Regions from separate parts of the Sus scrofa genome. Here region 1 is linked to region 2. Evidence: chromatin contacts called from public Hi-C data. All regions are on one chromosome and are shown on one strand. Each heading gives the region's core, a stretch centred on a gene start, on an enhancer-like site or on the middle of the called end of the contact. The rest is flanking DNA. Distances are from core to core; before and after follow the strand shown. Region 1 has its middle 31 kb from the start of CCNL1. Region 2 has its middle 60 kb from the start of TIPARP.

The links. Hi-C and Micro-C count contacts between places; a contact is called where the count stands out from the background.
Region 1: a contact with region 2 is called in a Hi-C map of skeletal muscle, with 3 times the contacts expected there. The contact joins two enhancer-like sites. A contact is called at or near these places in 1 of 47 Hi-C or Micro-C datasets (skeletal muscle) and 1 of 2 datasets of contacts at active chromatin or transcription factors (alveolar macrophages).

Annotation. Positions count from the first base shown.
Region 1 is chr13:96,971,479-96,974,740 of Sscrofa11.1, forward strand. No RefSeq gene overlaps it. Among named protein-coding and RNA genes, the nearest start is that of CCNL1, 31 kb to the right of the region's middle. Within about 2 kb of position 1,278, at least 20 of the 83 cell types and tissues checked have an H3K27ac peak or open chromatin away from gene starts, as enhancers often do. A contact at or near this core is called in skeletal muscle, where this site is marked.
Region 2 is chr13:96,555,114-96,558,276 of Sscrofa11.1, forward strand. No RefSeq gene overlaps it. Among named protein-coding and RNA genes, the nearest start is that of TIPARP, 60 kb to the left of the region's middle. Within about 2 kb of position 1,513, at least 2 of the 83 cell types and tissues checked have an H3K27ac peak or open chromatin away from gene starts, as enhancers often do. A contact at or near this core is called in skeletal muscle, where this site is marked.

The sequences.
Region 1 (3,262 bases), core at 28-2,527, 420 kb after region 2:
GCCCACTGTAACCATCCCTGGGGGTGAGGGAGGGGTGGGGAATGACACGTCACAATGTTTAAAAGAACACTGGGGAGAGCATTAGCATGGAGCCCACCAGGAACCACACTTTAACACCCGATCTGTGGCCTCTGTCTCCTCTTCTTTAACGTATAAAGCTAATAGAATGTGATGACATGACACTGCTGCTCTAGGCACTTTTTATGTACGTTGTCATTCCGAGCTCACAATAGCCTGAGTCCCATTTTCCCCATGAAGCAGGCATGTGGGTGAGGTCACCTAGCCACGGTCACAGGAGCAAAGCTGGACTTGGAACTCAGGCAGTCAGGTGGCAGCGTCCCTGCTCTTGCTTCTTATGGCAATAACGAGGCCTTACTCTCAGGTGAGAGGCCAGACTGAGAGAAGTCCTACATCTAAAGTTTCTGACACGAAACACGAACTCAGTTAATACTATTTTCCTTCCCTGGGCTCTTGGATTTGGGAGGAGGGAGCCACCGTCTGCCTCTCTCTGCAAAGGTTTGTCTTGCGCATGTGGGTGCTTGGTCGGTCTCTGAGAGATGAATGACAGGACAGGTTTTGCCAAGGTGCATGGCAGGAGTGAGGAAAGGGGAGCGCTAGAAATAGAAGTGTGTGTGCACATGCACACACACAGGCTAAGGCTGTGGCAAATGCCATGGTTTTCCTGGGGCCTGACCACCACTCCACTGGCTGCAAGTTTGTGAGGGACTGTGAGGGGGGGCTTTGACGCCTACTGTCCTTTACATCATGGTGTCGGCCGCAGAGCTTCCCAGGAGCCCAAGCAACGGGGAAGCCATCAGGGAGGAGGAGCGACCCCCCCCCCCTGCCACCCCAGCTCTAGTGCCTGGAGGATTAGAGGTTGCTCCTAGGGGTGGCCATGTGTGTGGTGGGTGGAGCTTGGGGGGCCTGGTGAGAGGAAATAGGGCTGTTCTGTATTCTAAGTTAGCCAGGCCCACACCCAAGCAGTGGCTGCCCCCGCCCTGCTCTGGCTTGAGTCAACCACTGGCAAACGGAGAGCGTTTCTTAGCACCAGAAAGGGGTCTCTGTGGGGGCAGAGAGAGCCAGCTCTCTGTGGAAGATCTCCAAGCCCCGCGGGCACAATTCCACCAGAATACAGCCTCACCGACCCAAGCAGTCTGGGCGATGGTTACTGAGGTGCATTCATCTCTGTTTATCAAGATGACACGGGCCAAGGCCATGTGTACCGGGGCCAAAACAAGCAGACCTTGACAGGGCAACATACCAATGTGTTGGTTTCACCACGTTCTCTCCGAATGTCCCTCAGCTCAGTTGACACAGCAGGCTGGGGATGGTGGAAGATGGCCCAGGGACTGCCGCACCCTGCTCCGACGTTAACTGTGTGTTCACAGGCATAGCCTGCGCAGCCAGGGTACAGGGGAGCAAGGCAGAACTTTTCCACAAAGGGGACTCACTGAATCCCAGTGGCTTGGAGGTTTGGGGAGTGGTGGTTTAAAAAAATCCCACCCACTGCTTCAGTTTGCTCTGCTCTTTGTAAGGACAGTCACAACCCCAAACTCCTGGAGACTTTAATCCAGTCCCTGTTTGGTTTCATCCCTCATGACCAGCTGAATTGGGCTTTTCTGAAATGTTCAAGATTTGCAAAGGATAGTTCAGATCCTGATTCCATCACCGGCATTTCAGAAGGGTTCTTAAAATGACAAAATGGTTCCTTTGCACTCTCCACATCTTCATCATTGAATATTTATGAAGTGCCCACACTGGGGTTGCTGTCCAGTTCTGAACCCAGATAAGAGGGGAGGTTCTTTATTCTCTTGGGGGCAGGGTGTGTGTGGGGGTGCTTAGTCAACTGTATATTTCTTTTAACTTCTGAAAGCTTTCCTGTTCCTGGGTGGGGGGAATGTCAGTTTGTTTTTGCAAGAGAAAGAGTAAACTTTTGCTAATGCATAGTGTTTCGTCAATTATCATTTGGGGTTTTCGACAGTGCTTGTTTTCTGAAACTCTCATCACCTCATTTCTTTGCACTAAAAATACTTGAGGCGGTTGAACATTGGTTGAACTCATGACTGTGGCAGTTTGCAAATTGAAGGGATGCTTTCATTTTTTCCGACCCATTCTCTCCTTTTCCACTCCACCCAAAAACAAATCATGCAGATACCGCATTGCTGGAGTGAGTCACCAGGGAATCTATCTCGTGCTGAGTTCTCTGCCATCCGCGGTCCAACACTGCCCCCTCGTGGTCAGAGCATGGTCATCTCTGCGCTCACAGTCTCCTACCCCCATGAGAGCAAGGGCTGCTTGCTGGCCAGTCTTCAGGTGCTGGTGGTTGGAACAGCTTGGGAGGTCCGAGTGGCCTCAGGGTCCCTGGGCACTCAAGGCCATGCTATGTACTCTCCAGGGTGAAAGGCTCTGGGCTGTGGACTTGGCTTTTGCCTCCCATTCGAGACACAGTGCACCAGACTCAAAGTCCTTCCCTAGGAATTGGATGCTTAACTTAGAAAGGTGCACAAACTCTTCCGGGCCTTTGAAGGAGATCCCTCAGTATGGGGCTGGGTTTAAATCACCTCCCTGTTCCCAGAGCCCTGGACCCTCACCTGACATTTGGTAAATACTCCATAAATACTTGGGAATGGACTTCAGTTAGTTTGTCATCAACAGTTATGTTCTAGGCATTTCCATCATGGCACAGTGGAAAGGAATCCAACTAGGAACCATGAGGTTGTGGGTTCGATCCCTGGCCTCGCTCAGGGGTTAAGGATCCAGCATTGCCGTGAGCTGTGGTATAGGATGCAGATCTGGATCTGGCATTGCTGTGGCGTAGGCCAGCGGCTACAGCTCTGATTCAACCCCTAGCCTGGGAAACTCCACATGCCGCGGGCGCAGCCCTGAAAAGCAAAAAAAAAAAAAAAAAGTTCTTAGTACTGACTGTTTTGGGTCCCTGGTTAAGACTAGGCATCTAGAGTGTGTATAAAGGACAGTCCCAGCTCTGATTGGAGTTGTTGAAGAATTAGGCTGGACACAAGAGATGACACTTGCCAGTGTTGTCATTGCTCAAGGAATAACATAGGCAGTAAGCAGCACCAGTGTGTGGGGGAAAAGGAGAGATCCTCTGAGCCATGACACAAGGGTCAGCTTATCTGATTGGTGAGATTGTGCTGTGCCTTTAAGGAAGTGATGATAATCAGATCTATCAAATACCTCCTACGCTATACCAATGTCCTTTATGTTTATCATTAATTCTCACAACAGTCATGCCAGGGAAATG
Region 2 (3,163 bases), core at 263-2,762:
TTGAGGATTCATCATTGTCACTGCTGTGGTATGGGTTTAATCCCTTGCCTGGAAAATTCTTCATGCCTTGGGTGCAGCCAAAGAAAGAAAGAAAGAAAGAAATTTTGTCATTTACAACCACATGGATGGACTTGGAGGGCATTATGCTAGGTGAAATGAGTTAGAGAAAGACAAATACTGTGTGATATCACTTATATGTGATAATTTAAAAAATAAAACAAATTAGTGAATGTAAGAAAAAAAGAAACAGACTCACAGATATAGAGAACAAACTAGTGGTTACCAGTGGGGAGGGGTAAGGAGGAGGGGTGGGAAAGGGGTGGGGGAATAAGAGGTACAAACTATTAAGTATAAAATAAATGACAAGGATATATTGCACAACACAGGGAATATAGCCAATATTTAATTACAATTATAAATGGAGTATAACCTTAAAAAATTATGAATCATTATATTGTATACCTATACCCTACCCAATATTATACATCAACTATACCTCAATTTTTAAAAAAAGACAAAGAGCTGTAAGACAGTCAGGGCAAGATGTGGCATCACTAAGGGATTGTCTCCCCAAGATTGTCACTTTTTTGCCAACTTGTCGCCCCTCTTGATATCAGATTGAACAAAAATTTTACCCGAAGGATGGTAAACCATTCTAGCAAAGGAGTAAATGGTTTTAGTTTAAAATTAATATAAATTGGAGAGTTCCCATGGTGGTGAAGCAGTAACGACTTCGACTAGTATCCATGAGTAGTATGTGGGTTCGCTCCCTGGCCTTCCTCAATGGGTTAAAGATCCAGCCTTGCCATGAGCTGTGGTGTAGGTCACAGACACGGCTTGTATCTGGTGTTGCTGTGGCTGTGGTATAGGCCAGCAGCTGCAGCCCCAATTTGACCCCTAGTCTGGGAACTTCTATATGCCACAGGTACAGCCCCAAAAAGACCCAAAAAAATTGAAAATTAAAAAAAAAATAAAACAAATATAAATTGGGAGCTAGACTTCTCACTAATTTGTGACTAGTGGCCGGCAGCCCACACTTCCTTCCTTCCCTTCTCCTCTCCTTTTTGTCCTCCCTCCTCCCTCCTTTATGGTGATTAACAGGTTTTAGTGCTTTAAGTAAAAAATGACACCTTTTTGCCCTCTCTGTCCTCTAACGTGGTCTAAGTGCGTCCCCTGCCCAGTGTGACTGAATGGTAACATGACAGTTCCAGGTCTGCCTCCAGGAGATAAGCCTCATCACTTTGTAGTCAGAGCGAGTTGTTTCAGGGGATTATCAACTTCCAGGTTGGGAGTCAGGCAGGCAGGTAAGTGACCCGCAGGAATGCAAGTGGGTGACACGTCAAGCTCAAGGGGAGTTTCCCAGTAAGCTAGCTTCTACTGTGGGAAAGCCCTCCCTTCTAGAAGGACAGGCAGGCTCGCAGTGGGATCAGGTGCTTTGCAGTCTTCTTGGGACCAGGTGTCCAACCACATGTGTGAAATTTCCTGGGAAGTTTCCCAGCAGATTCCTGAGGCGAGCAGGGTAGGACCAAAACAACCCAACTAAAGTCACAGCTGCTGGTCCCTCGAGTCCCTGCACACTCTCTTAAGGGTCCCAGATTTCCATGACTTCAGAGCTGCTGCAGCACAGCCTTCCTGACCCCCCAGGAGCTGTCTTCAGCCCTGGATCATTGAAAAAGAACTAGAAGATGCTGAATTCAGATTTATACTCTGAACAGTCAGCAGAGCTAAGTTCTGAACTATTCTGTTTGTTTTTCTTCCTGTTTGTATTTTGTTTGTTTGGGGTAGGATCATTCTTTATAGGCTGGTCTGTTTTCAATGGTTAACTTATGAATAAACATAATAAATAAACATTCTCACTGGGGGTCTTAGCACATCAGACTCATGATTCAAAAACTCTGAGCCTTAGGAACTAATGACAAGTGCCACATGTCACCTTGTAAAAGTGCTCACATCCCTGGGTCTGTCATGAACACCCTCACGCTCTGGAATAGCAGACTTTCCTCCCAGCACACCAGATCCGGGGTTCCAGCCTCATCAGTGTTTCTTTCTTCACCCTGAGAAGGAGTTGCTCTGACATGGTTTTCTGCTCAAAACATGCAGCCCAGAGGAGGGATGGGTGGACGTGATCCCACTTTATGGTTTTTCCAGTGATCACACTCTTCCTGTGCTCAGACCAGCAAGTCCCTCTGTGCTTTTTGGAAATATGTCTGTCTCAGTTGGAGATAATAATAGAAAGCCACCAACAGTGGGAACCCTAGCCAGGCAGCTGGCTTGTTTGTCGACATAACTCGTGGACTCGGGCTGAGTTGAGATGAGTTTTGTAGGTCAAGAGAGTCACTATGTTTATCTGTCATTAGGGTGCTGACTTAACACTGCATTTTTCTAGTGTTCCTTTTTCGCCTTCTCCCCAAAGGTAGCACCAGCTGTCGGAGTGTTTAAAAAGTACCACACATAGGTTACCAAAGGGATTGTTACATTTTTTTGCATCATTTAAAAAATTGAACAGAATTACAAAAAGGCAAGGCAATCTGTTGATCCTTGTAGAAACCACATAATAAGTACAGGAAAGTTATTTTACTATTTTCTATATTTTTATGTGTTTGAGAGCATTTAAATAAATTTTAAAAAGAGATTCTGACACCCATTTGAAATGACACAGAGACAATCCATATATGTGAATTCTTACTCAGGTACTACTTAGAACTGTCGTTAATGGAACACTTAGCCTTGGCTCTGAGGATCTTCTTTGCGCCAAGCCTTTTCATTCGTGATTTCCAAGCCTCATACCACCCTGCAAACAGAGGACAATTAGTCCAATGTATAAGTGAGACTCACAGAGACCAAATGATTAGCTCAAACCACTTGTCAAGTAACAAGAGTTATAACAGGAATGCAGATTTATCTTTGCTTAATAAGGAGAATTTTCCACAACTCCATGCAATCTTCAGTTTTGTGTGGGTGCAGAGTGTTCAATTCCCTAGCCCATTGATTACCAAGGTCAGAAGTGAGGCAGGGGAAAGCCACGTTTAGCTCCAGACAATTCTCTTTGGAAGAGAATTTAGGAATTCTTCAATTCTTGATTTGAGATTCTTGGATCCCCTCTGACAAAGGGGAGGGGGGCGGGGGAGAAGGAAACTTGTTCCTCCAAGGTGTCTCCTCTTTA